Regions from separate parts of the Sus scrofa genome. Here region 1 is linked to region 2. Evidence: chromatin contacts called from public HiChIP or PLAC-seq data. All regions are on one chromosome and are shown on one strand. The core of a region is the stretch at or near the end of the contact, and the rest is flanking DNA. Distances in the headings are between cores, read along the strand shown. Region 1 has its middle 13 kb from the start of BHLHE23. Region 2 overlaps DIDO1 (death-inducer obliterator 1).

Evidence for each region. HiChIP or PLAC-seq counts read pairs in DNA pulled down with a chosen protein or histone mark.
Region 1: a contact with region 2 is called in an H3K27ac HiChIP or PLAC-seq map of alveolar macrophages. The contact joins two enhancer-like sites. A contact is called at or near these places in 4 of 47 Hi-C or Micro-C datasets (embryonic fibroblasts, fetal liver, fetal skeletal muscle and 1 more) and 1 of 2 datasets of contacts at active chromatin or transcription factors (alveolar macrophages).

Annotation. Positions count from the first base shown.
Region 1 is chr17:62,238,708-62,243,803 of Sscrofa11.1, forward strand. No RefSeq gene overlaps it. Among named protein-coding and RNA genes, the nearest start is that of BHLHE23, 13 kb to the left of the region's middle. Within about 2 kb of position 3,429, at least 30 of the 83 cell types and tissues checked have an H3K27ac peak or open chromatin away from gene starts, as enhancers often do. A contact at or near this core is called in alveolar macrophages, fetal liver and subcutaneous adipose tissue, where this site is marked.
Region 2 is chr17:62,142,158-62,146,995 of Sscrofa11.1, forward strand. The region is part of intron 7 of DIDO1 (death-inducer obliterator 1); the gene reads right to left. Among named protein-coding and RNA genes, the nearest start is that of TCFL5, 29 kb to the left of the region's middle. Within about 2 kb of position 2,579, at least 26 of the 83 cell types and tissues checked have an H3K27ac peak or open chromatin away from gene starts, as enhancers often do. A contact at or near this core is called in alveolar macrophages, fetal liver and subcutaneous adipose tissue, where this site is marked.

The sequences.
Region 1 (5,096 bases), core at 2,179-4,678, 97 kb after region 2:
AGAAGGGCAGAGCCTCTCGCTGCGGTGGCGCCACCTGGTGGGGGTGGAAGACAGTTGCAGCTGACCTGGCCCCAAGTTTGGAAATGAGGCATTTGCCGGTAACTTCAAAAACCAGGGCAGGATCCTGGAATTATTTCAAGCTTTCCACATGAGGCGAGGCTCTGGAACAATGTGAACATTAGAGAGTTCATCAGAAAAATGTTCATTAGCTAAAAACGTGCCGTTATCTCCCTACGAGACTGAAACGGTGCTGGGTGCGGGATGCCCCCTGGGACCTGGCCATGGCTCTGGTGTCCCCTCGCTGCTGGACTGCTGTCCAGCGCCAGCCACAGTCTTGTCCCAGTGTCACTGGTGGCAGGACCCTGGCCTGTGGGATGCACGCTGTGGCTAGAAGTTCGGCCAAGAGGAAGCTGGATGCCGCTGTCACTAGGGTTTCATCAGTGAAAAGTGATGAAAGGCTTATGGCCCAGACCTGCCCAGTATCCAGGGGCCTGGCCCCGCCTGTGACCCAGCACCCCATCAAGATGCGGCCACTGCTTGGCTGTGCCGATGGGCACCGCCATTCATTAGGCTTTTCCCCTCAGCAGAAGAGTCATTTTGCGGAGAGGGAGTCGAGCCCTCCTGCTTTTCCTAAGTTTCTGCACATTTGCGCGGTGGGGGCTCACCCCCCCTCTTCTAACAGAGAGACGATGAGGTGGGAGAGGCCGCGTGTCTGGTGGCTGGTCTGGCTGCGTGAAGACAGATGGCGTTAATTCAGTGCCACTGAATCGGGCTTGCAGTTAGCGGAGGGCGCCGGCCGCCTGGGGGACGTGGGGTGTGTGTCAGCTGTGGCAGGGCCACCCACCAACCCACGCTCGCGGGCTCTCCGCCAGATTGCCCCAAAGTGGCGTGAAATTAAGGCGCTCCTTCTTGACAGCAGGATTCTTGTTTTTCTCTGCCCTCCTCTCCTTGTGCTGCATCCTCTGATGGGAAGGGGTTGGACACACCCCCCCAGGACCACCCTGAGGCCCGGCCACCGCCTTTTCCCTGGACCAAGGTGCGTGGGTGTCAGGACAGAGCCGCAGCTCAGCCCTGAACCTCCACAGCCCCCCGGGACCTCTGCTCAGGGCGCCCCCTCCTCAAAGGGCCTCGGGCGCCTACCAGGTGCAGTGTGGACGCAGGTGCCAGGCAGGGCTGGCCAGGCCTGAGCTGGCTCCTTCCAGCCTGGCCCCGGGCCTCAAGACAGGTGGCGCCTGGCCCCAGCAGGCCGTGCCCCCCTCGCTCTGCGCGCAGCCACCGCGAGCCCGGTGCCCTCCTTTCCAAAGTGACTTCTGCATTTGAAGAAGCTCCACTCTCAGGATGAATGGGGACCGGGTCCCGTGGAAGCAGCCGCCCTACTTAGAGCAGAGGCGCCTGCCGAGCCGGAGGAGACGCGCGGCCTCTCTGCCCGTGATTTCTGTCCTGGGGGGGAGGTGGGGAATCCAGACGCTCCAGACCTTCCAGAACGTTCATGTCTTTTTCTGCAGTTAAGGCCCGCAGCCGCGCCCGCCCTCCTGCCTGGGCCTTGGGATGTGTGTAGACCCCACCATGTGCTGTCCGCTCGCTGGACACGGCACCCGAAGGCCAGCAGCTCGCAGGTGCAGGGCTGCCCAGGCCAGGGACAGGTGCTGCCTGGGGTTAGGGGCGACTGTGCCTCCACAAAAGCCCCCTGGCCTGGGTTCTGCTGGACCAGGGGCTGTGGTCCGTTGTGAACTCACCCAGCTTGACCCGTTCGTCCCCCTCAGTGAGCTGCACTTGGGGCTCCCCACTTGGGGTGCTGGGGGGCCTGTGCAGGCCTCGGGGGCAGGCTGCTGACAGGTCCAGGTAGCTGGTTTGGATACAGCGGCCCAGGCACCCAGAGTGGGGGAACATGGGGCCATGTGGCAGCGCCTCCCGAGTGGCTCCTGGGCTCCTCCTCCAAGGTGTGGGTGGGACACTTGAGGTGTCAGCCTCATGGGCGGGGCTTCCCAGGCTGTACCCCTATGGGAACACCGGGGTGCCCCAGCTCTTCCTCTCCCGTCTTCCTTGTCCGCAGGTTCCCAGGGGCGTCAGGGAGAGTGAGGGGGCGTCTGGGGGCGGCAGACCCAGCCCCCACCCCACCCTGCCTCCCTCCATGTTGGGGGAGAGCTGCATCTGCGCTGGACCTAACTGGGGGCCTCGACTCCTGGTTCCCAGGGGCCAGCGGGGGCCTGAGAACACCACGGGCTGTCCTGTCCACAGTCTCAGGCTGCAAAGAGCAGCTGCTTTCCCGATTGGGAAGTGTCGCTTTCTTGTGTATGACGTGGAGGCTAATTGCAGGCGGTGGGGCAGCGAAAGTGCAAACGTAGTTTTCAAATTGTGCTTTGGAGTCGGGTCATTGGCCAGAAATAAACCCTCCTCCCCCAGCCCCACCCCTTGGTGTGCGTAGGGGCCACTGGAGGGAGTGGGGAGGCTGGGCCGGAGGTGCCAGCCTCGGCAGATCACACAGGCCCCGGGCCCCAGGGACCTGCAGCTGGAGGCAGTGACAGCCACCTCCAGGCCTTCCTCCTCCTCCGTTCCATGCTGGGGCTCAGGATCGGGCGTTACCTTCGGACCAGAGGGGAGCCGCGTGCGCTGCCAGGGTGGAGGCACTTCTGCCCGGGAGCTCGGCAAACTCAGGAAGGCATGAACACACTCAGGAGTGACACCGCCGACGCGGCACGTGGGCGGGGTTCAGACGAAACACTGGGTTTTATGCAGCTGAGCACCCTTGGGTCTCCACCCTCCCTCCCGGACCCCCGGCGCCCGCCCTCCCCTGGCCCACTCAGTAGGGCGCTGGGGAGCCTCTGATGGACTGAGAGGCTGGGCCGGTGTCTCCCCACACCCCCAACCCAGCACCCCCGGGGAGGGGCCTCCCCTCTCTTTCCTGAGCTGACTTCTGGAGCCGGCGCAGCGCCTCCCCCCAGCCTGGGTCCTTCAGCCTTGGTCCGGGGTCCCCAGCTCCTGCATCTTAATGACGTCGGTGGTGGGGGTGGGGCAACCCTCACCCCCGTTTAGTGAGTCACGCTGCCCGCCTCCCTCGCTCCACAGGCGGAGGGTCTTGGGCAACGTCGAGGCTCACGGAGGGGGCCCCCCTGAGAGCCACGTGCCTGCTGGTGGTGGGTGCTGGCTCCCGCCTGGCTTGGGGCATCGTGGAGGCGGGCCCCTCCCCAGAGGACCGAGTCACAGTTCCCGCGGGATGAGCGTGAGAGCGGAGGCCACAGCGCACCTGCCGCTGTCCCCACAGCCACCCTCCTGCCCGTCTGAGCCGTGTTCCTGCCCCTGGGGGCTTTCTCCCCCAGGATGCACCCATTACAGGCGTGCGCCTCAGCCGTGTGGCTGTTTGGGGAAGTGCTCGGTTTCTGGTTGACGGGGCACATTCAGGACGGAAGTCTATGAAAGCGGCATTTACAGGGTGGTGCACACCCGCCGCCTCGTTTCGGTTTCGCTCCCGGCGGCCCAGGAACACAAACGCGGGGTTTGCAGCCTGGTCGGGTCTGAAGGTGCATGCCCCATTTTAAACCCAGCAACCGCACTGCTCTCCCAGCCGTGAAGCTTCCAGAAGGAATGGGTTCGTGACAGGTCTGCCTTTTCCGTGCCACACACGCAGAGGCTGCCAGGCCGTGACCCGAGACAGGCCTCCAGGGCACCACTGACCTGGGCCCTAAGGCCCCCTCCAGGCGCCGCACGCGCCCTGCCCTGAGGCAATCGCACCCTGCTGGTGCTGACCCTCCGCCGTGTCAGAGGGAGAGGGAAGTTGTTTGCTAGCTTGGCATCCTACAGCTCATTATTGAATTACCCTAATTACCCTAAAGTTTTACCGAATTTGGCATCAAAACAAAAATCTGTGATTGCAGCGACAGAAAGTATTAACAGAATGAACTTATTGAGGGCTAACTTTAACTCGGTTTGTTGCAAAGGCATGACCCTGGGGGGAACCGTGCTGGGGGTCCATGGCAGGTGACAGGAACCCTGAGGCCCAACAGCAGGTGTGTACAGCCCCCCGCCCTGTGCAACCTCCCCAGGAGCAGGATTTAGGAGGGGTTTCTCCAAACCAAGGCTCCAGGGTTCAATTCCGGTCTCATCCCCGTCTTCGTCTCTTTCCCCCCCTCCTCCCTACCCCGGCCCTCCAGCTGTGTGGTCCCCACTGGCCTCCCCCAAGACCCCGGCCGCAATCGGACACACGTGTGTCACCCACAGGGAAGCCCCAGCCTGGGTGTCCAGGTGCCACGGGGCCAGTGGTGCCAGCGAGAAGTCTGAGCCTCACCTCCGTTACGAGCACTGAGCTGGCACGTGAGGCCCGGGCGGTGCCATAAACCCTGTGTTGCCGTGGACGGTCCAGCAAGGTCCTCGGCCACAGCAACAAGGACACTCTCCTCCAGGCAGGACACGCCACAGAGGTCACTTTCTGGGAGCCGGGCAAGGTCACAGCCCTGGCCATTCAGGCGCCCCCACTGCCCTCTGGATTTGCCTGGAGTCTGGCTGCCAGCAGGTCGGACTCACCAGTTTGAGACACTAGCGCTTCCCCAACCAGCTGCTGAGAACCTGTCTGGACTTGGACGGTGGTCCAGGAATTGGCCTCTTGTCCAGGAAGGGGGGCTGGGGGGGGCGGGCACTGGACACCCCCTCAGCAAGGGTCCTGCCCTGTGGTTGCAGAAAGCCCATCCCCCTCCAGAGTGGGCGGTGTGAGCCTCGCAGCCGCAGGATGCTCCCCTGCACCTGTGCTCAGTCCTGCTGGGAGCAGCCTGGCCTCGAGCCCCCCTGCCCCGGCCTTGTGCCCTGGGCGGGGCAGACGGCTGCCTCCTCCTGGCTCTGGCAGGGGCCGCCGGTCCTGCCGTCCAGGGCAGCCTCCAAGGGTCCCTGCACGTCCACGTCCTCCCCGCAGTCCTGGAGGCTGCTGGCCCCTGGGTGGGGCGTCCCTGCTGCTGTCATTGCCATCACCGTCGCCACCACCGTCCCCACGACCGACCGCAGACCACCTGACAAAGGGCTTCGAGAGCCCCAGGGAGGAGACGGCCGGGCTCTGGACGGCGGCCGGACAAGCCCTCGGCCCGATCTCTTCATGGTGCAGCATTTGTGTG
Region 2 (4,838 bases), core at 1,329-3,828:
GGGCGTTCTCTGAGGGCACAGTCCCCGAGGGGCCCTCGGGTGTCGGAAGGACCTGCACGAGGCGAGAGCGACTATTCTGACACCTCGAGCTGGGGGGCAGCAGCTGCACCTGGCGGCCAGCAAGGCTCGGAGGGCGCGCTTGTAATCCAGGCAAGGAGGGCGACCACAGCGAAAACAAAAGCATCACAAACCGCTCAACTTGCACAGGAATCTTTCTACGCCGCCAGCCAGCACTCTGTGCTGAGGGGCTGGCCGCGCTCCACCCCGCAGCCCTCAGCCCCAGGGACCCGCGGCCAAGCAGAGCTGGGACCTGCTGGTAGACGGCTCTGCCCTGGCACGGCGCACATGACGGCAGGAATCCACCCAGAGGGGCAAACCGGGGCACAGGGGCGGGCCCAGTGAAGAGGCAGAACACCATGGGGACACCACGAGGGCAGGTCCCGTCACACAGCCACCTGCTTCCCCAGACTGCCAACGGTGCAGAGAGCCCTGAAACCCCCAGCACCCCAAAGGGAAGATTCGACAGAGGCTCCAGCAATCCCACAATCTTAACCAGGGGCCACCCCAGGGACCTCCTTTCTCCAGCAGCCAGTGAGGCTGGTTCAGCTCTGAATTAAGAGCCCAGGGACCTCAGGTTTTTTCCACTTTACAGTGTAACTCATTTTAGAAAGTTTGCAAACAGCATTGCATGCACCCCAAACTTAGTGTTAGAAACACGTCATTATCAGTAAATAATCCTGACTTGGTTTCATCTCACAGAGGCCCCTCAGCCCCACATCCAGTCTCCACCACCGGACCGTGTGCTCGTGGAGCAGGCCCCGGGGCTTGTGCTGGCCGGGCTTTCTAGAGACCACCTGCTCTCAAGTGACCCACTGCTGCCCGACGACCGCTGTCGGGTCACAGCTCCAAAGGCTTCACTGCTTTGGAAGCTGAGTCGAAAGCACTGGTGGGCTCTCTGCCCACGTCAAAGCAGGAGAGGGGCACACCTGGAACCAGGAATAAAACCCGCACTCCTCCATGTGCCGTCTCACCAGGTCGAGGGCAGTCACCTGGGCAGCAGTGACCCTCAGCACTGGGCGCATCAACTGCGGAGCTGCCAGACCTCGGGGTGGATGCAGGGCGGGCGGGCAGGAAGGAACAAGCCTGTAGGACTAACGCCGAGGCCCCAGAGCGGCTCGGCTGCTGCCCTTCGCCGACTTGCCGGGGATTCCAACAGCACACTTTTAAATAAAGCAAGAGGGGAGTTCCTGTTGTGGCGCAGTGGTTAACGAATCCGACTAGGAACCATGAGGTTGCGGGTTCGGTCCCTGCCCTTGCTCAGTGGGTTAACGATCCGGCGTTGTCGTGAGCTGTGGTGTAGGTTGCAGAAGCGGCTCGGATCCCGCGTTGCTGTGGCTCTGGCGTAGGCCTGTGGCTACAGCTCCGATTCGATCCCTAGCCTGGGAACCTCCATATGCCGCGGGAGCGGCCCAAGAAATAGCTAAAAAGACCAAAAAAAATAATAAAAATTAAAAAAAAAAAAGTAAATAAAGCAAGAGGGCTGGACCACGGTGCTTCCAGAACGCCCAGTGAGGGGCTGACTGTAAACGCAGGACACGCGGTGAGGGGCCTCTAACAAGTCTCGCCAGGTGACAACCCACGTTCACCAGAACCCCCCGCCCCCAGGATCAGTGTTTCCACTCATCCAACGTCCAGGGAAACCCAAGCCAGGAGGTTATTTTTAGGACGTGCCCAGGACACGTGATGAGTGGGACCCACGAGCCAATGGTCGGACCAGTGAGTGATGTAACCTATCTTGGAGCAGAAGATGGCTTTCCTTAACTACGAAGCGACTCTTACAAAATTAGTTGCTTCTGGCTTTGAAAAGTCAACTTTCATCATCCCTTCCCTGTCTCTCCGAGAGTAAATATGCCAACAGCTAGGTCTGCAGAGAAGGTACTGGGAAGAGCTGGAGCAGGTGGACTCCCCCCGCTGGCCGCATCCCTCTCCCACTCTGAAGGGGACCGTGTACACCACGGCCAGACGCGGTCCCACCGTCGGCCGCCTGGGGGTCGGCTGCTGCTGGAACAAGCGACTACAGTGCAGCACCAGTGTCTGATCGTGAGAGAAACAAGATCTCCGAGTGGGCTAAAAGCAAATTCGCAAGCCCTGCACCCCAAACTGTACTGCAGTGGTGCGTGCAAAGCCGCAGAGGGGCTCGGAGCACCTAAGGAGCCACCAAGAGCCTGTTTGAGGAAAGCAGCCCTCCCCGCCCCCGCCAGTGGCTCCAGGGGACGCCTGCCCACGTGCTGGACCCAGACGGCCCACGGGAGCGCGTGCCCAGCCTGGGCTGGGCGGGCCTGCCTGCGGGGAGGAAGAGTGGCCCGGGCTGCAGGCCAGGTGCCGTCTTGGGGAGCAGCCAGCCTCTGCTGGGGGGCCGTGTGTTTGCATGGGGACCTGGGGGGCCGTGGGGAGCCTGGCAGGGGCCAGCAACTCTAATTGGCTCATCTCCCACTAGGCACGAAACCAGGGACGCGTCAACTGCAAGGCCGGCCGAGGCGCTGCGGCCCCGCTGGCCACTGGGTGGCAGTGGCGAGCCTCCGCCAAGGACAGGGCGGCCGCACTGCTCTGGCCCCCAGCGGCCCAGGGAGTCCCGGCAGGACGGGAGCTGCAAGCGCCGTGCCGCCCAGGCCTCGACAGCTCCTCACAGGGCTGCTGAGAAGCCCCAGCGACCACAGCTGCTCTGTCCCCTCTGTCCCGCCCCACGAGGAGCCAGCTGACCCTCCGCCCCCAGAAGATGTGAGGCTCTCGGTCCCTGACATGGGGGGGGGGGGCCCGCTGCTCACCAACGGCTGGCTGTGAACGCCAGAGAAACCAAAGCCAGCTTCTGGCGGGACAAGGAGCCAGGCAGAGCCCCAGCTGCTGGGGCAGGGAGGCGGCCCCCAGGGGCTCCCTCCCGGGGCCCCCGACCCCACACCCCACCCACCCCACTGGGGCCTGAATCCGCTCAGCGCAAAGAGCAAGGCGGCTAGCACCACTGCCACAGGAAGTGAGTGCCAGGCTCAGAGGACAGAGGGGCAGCCGGGGAGGTGGGGTCCATGGGGACATCAGCCCTACTGCCAGCTCAGTGTGACACATGTACAAGGAGCTTCCCCGTTTCAACTCCGCTTCCTGACACGATTTTCCAGAGTGTGAAAAACCCGGCAGCAAGAGCGAGCCACTGCGCTCGTGCCTCTGCCTGTCTGGACGCCCCTCGTGCCAACTGGCTCCCACGCCCCGAACCCCTCCAGGGGGCCCGAGGCCCGCGTGCTGGTCTTTCTCTGGGGCCACAGCCAGGCTGTGGTGCTTCGGGGCCGCAGTGAGCGTTTCTGGGCGGACTTGTTCCCACGCACGTCCAGGGTCCGAGTGACGGCCACCTTCCACGGGGAGGTGCTTACAGCTGCCCACGAGACACTCGCCCACGTCCAAGCGTGGCTTGGAGGCAAAGGGCCCTTCCCGTGTCAGTCGTCTCACACAGAGCCTCCTGCAAGCCACACCCACACCCGAGTCGTGCTGGACGGGTCACATCTTTCAACACGAGCGCTGAGGCCGTGCCCAGGGACCTCGCCCCCTTCCCAGACCTGCAATGGGCAGTGCCCGGCCCTCTCCCCACTGGGGTAAGGTTATCTGAAGCAACCCGACAGGACCAGGCCTGTGTTCAGACTCGTGCCCCCCAGGCCCCTCGTCCCAAAGGGTGACCTTCAGCAGAGGGCCGGTGGCTGGGCCCGCAGGCCAAGCAGCGGTTACCTTTGTGCGTCTTGCTGAAGGCCTCCGGGTGCGTAGCAACGGGCGTCACCCCGACCTTCCCTGACATAAACGCAGGTGGAAAAGCTTCTCCTCCATCTTCTGGGTTTGCTTCCTTAACTTTCAGCGCTAAGCCTGCAGCTATGTGCACGGGGACGTGCCCACGCACAGCCAAGAGCATCCTAACTTCAAATGCACTGAAACGCGTGTCCCGCACGGGAACTGCACCGTCTCCAGAGGGACCCTGGACTCAAGGCCACCCAAGGACTTGGCTGCGGCACCCGTCTGTGAGCAGCGCTAGGTAGATGCAGACCCCCAAAGGCCACGTGATGGCTGAGGAAGAGCAGGTGAGGGAGCAGGGTCGATCCTGCTAGACGCTTCTAGACTCCACCCCTCTGGCGGGGGGCGGGGGAGCTCGAGATCTCTGAAAACGTCAGAGCATAGGTGCGTGTGACACCTCTCGCCCTACTTTTCTGGACAGTTGGTGGCCAACCCTTGTGACAAGTGTGGGGCTGCCAAGGACAGCCAAGAGAATCCTAGCTCGGCGGGAACTGGGAAACCCTGTCACGGTAAACCCCGTAACTGCTCGGGGCGGTGTCCCCCAAACTGGCTCGGACGCACAGGTCTGCTTGCCCCACCCACGTTTTTTGGCCACAGACAATTCTGATAGAGACAGTTAAAAATGGCTTGTGCAACCGATAAAACGAGACCGTCCCAAGCATGGGATTTCGACTGAGGCCTGGCTTCAGGACCCCATGTATCTCTCCCCAGAGGAAGCCACTTCCTCTTGTGACGCGTGGCGCGTGGGGCAGCGCCAGAGCTGGGCGTGCAGGCTCCCTCAGGGGTTCCATTCTGGTTCTCAAAGCGAGATGAAGCCGTAGAAATCCCATCTTCCAGTTCCGATCTGCCCTGACCCTGTGTTTTAAGTCGCCTCAGAGCCATTCGTGGAGCCCACGATACTAGAATTGTGCCTGCGACTCAGCAGCAGCCCACCTCCAACTGCCACCAACCCAGGGACACGGTGGAACAGACGCCGTCAGCCCTGCTCGTGCCCTGGAAAGCAACGAGAGGGGAGC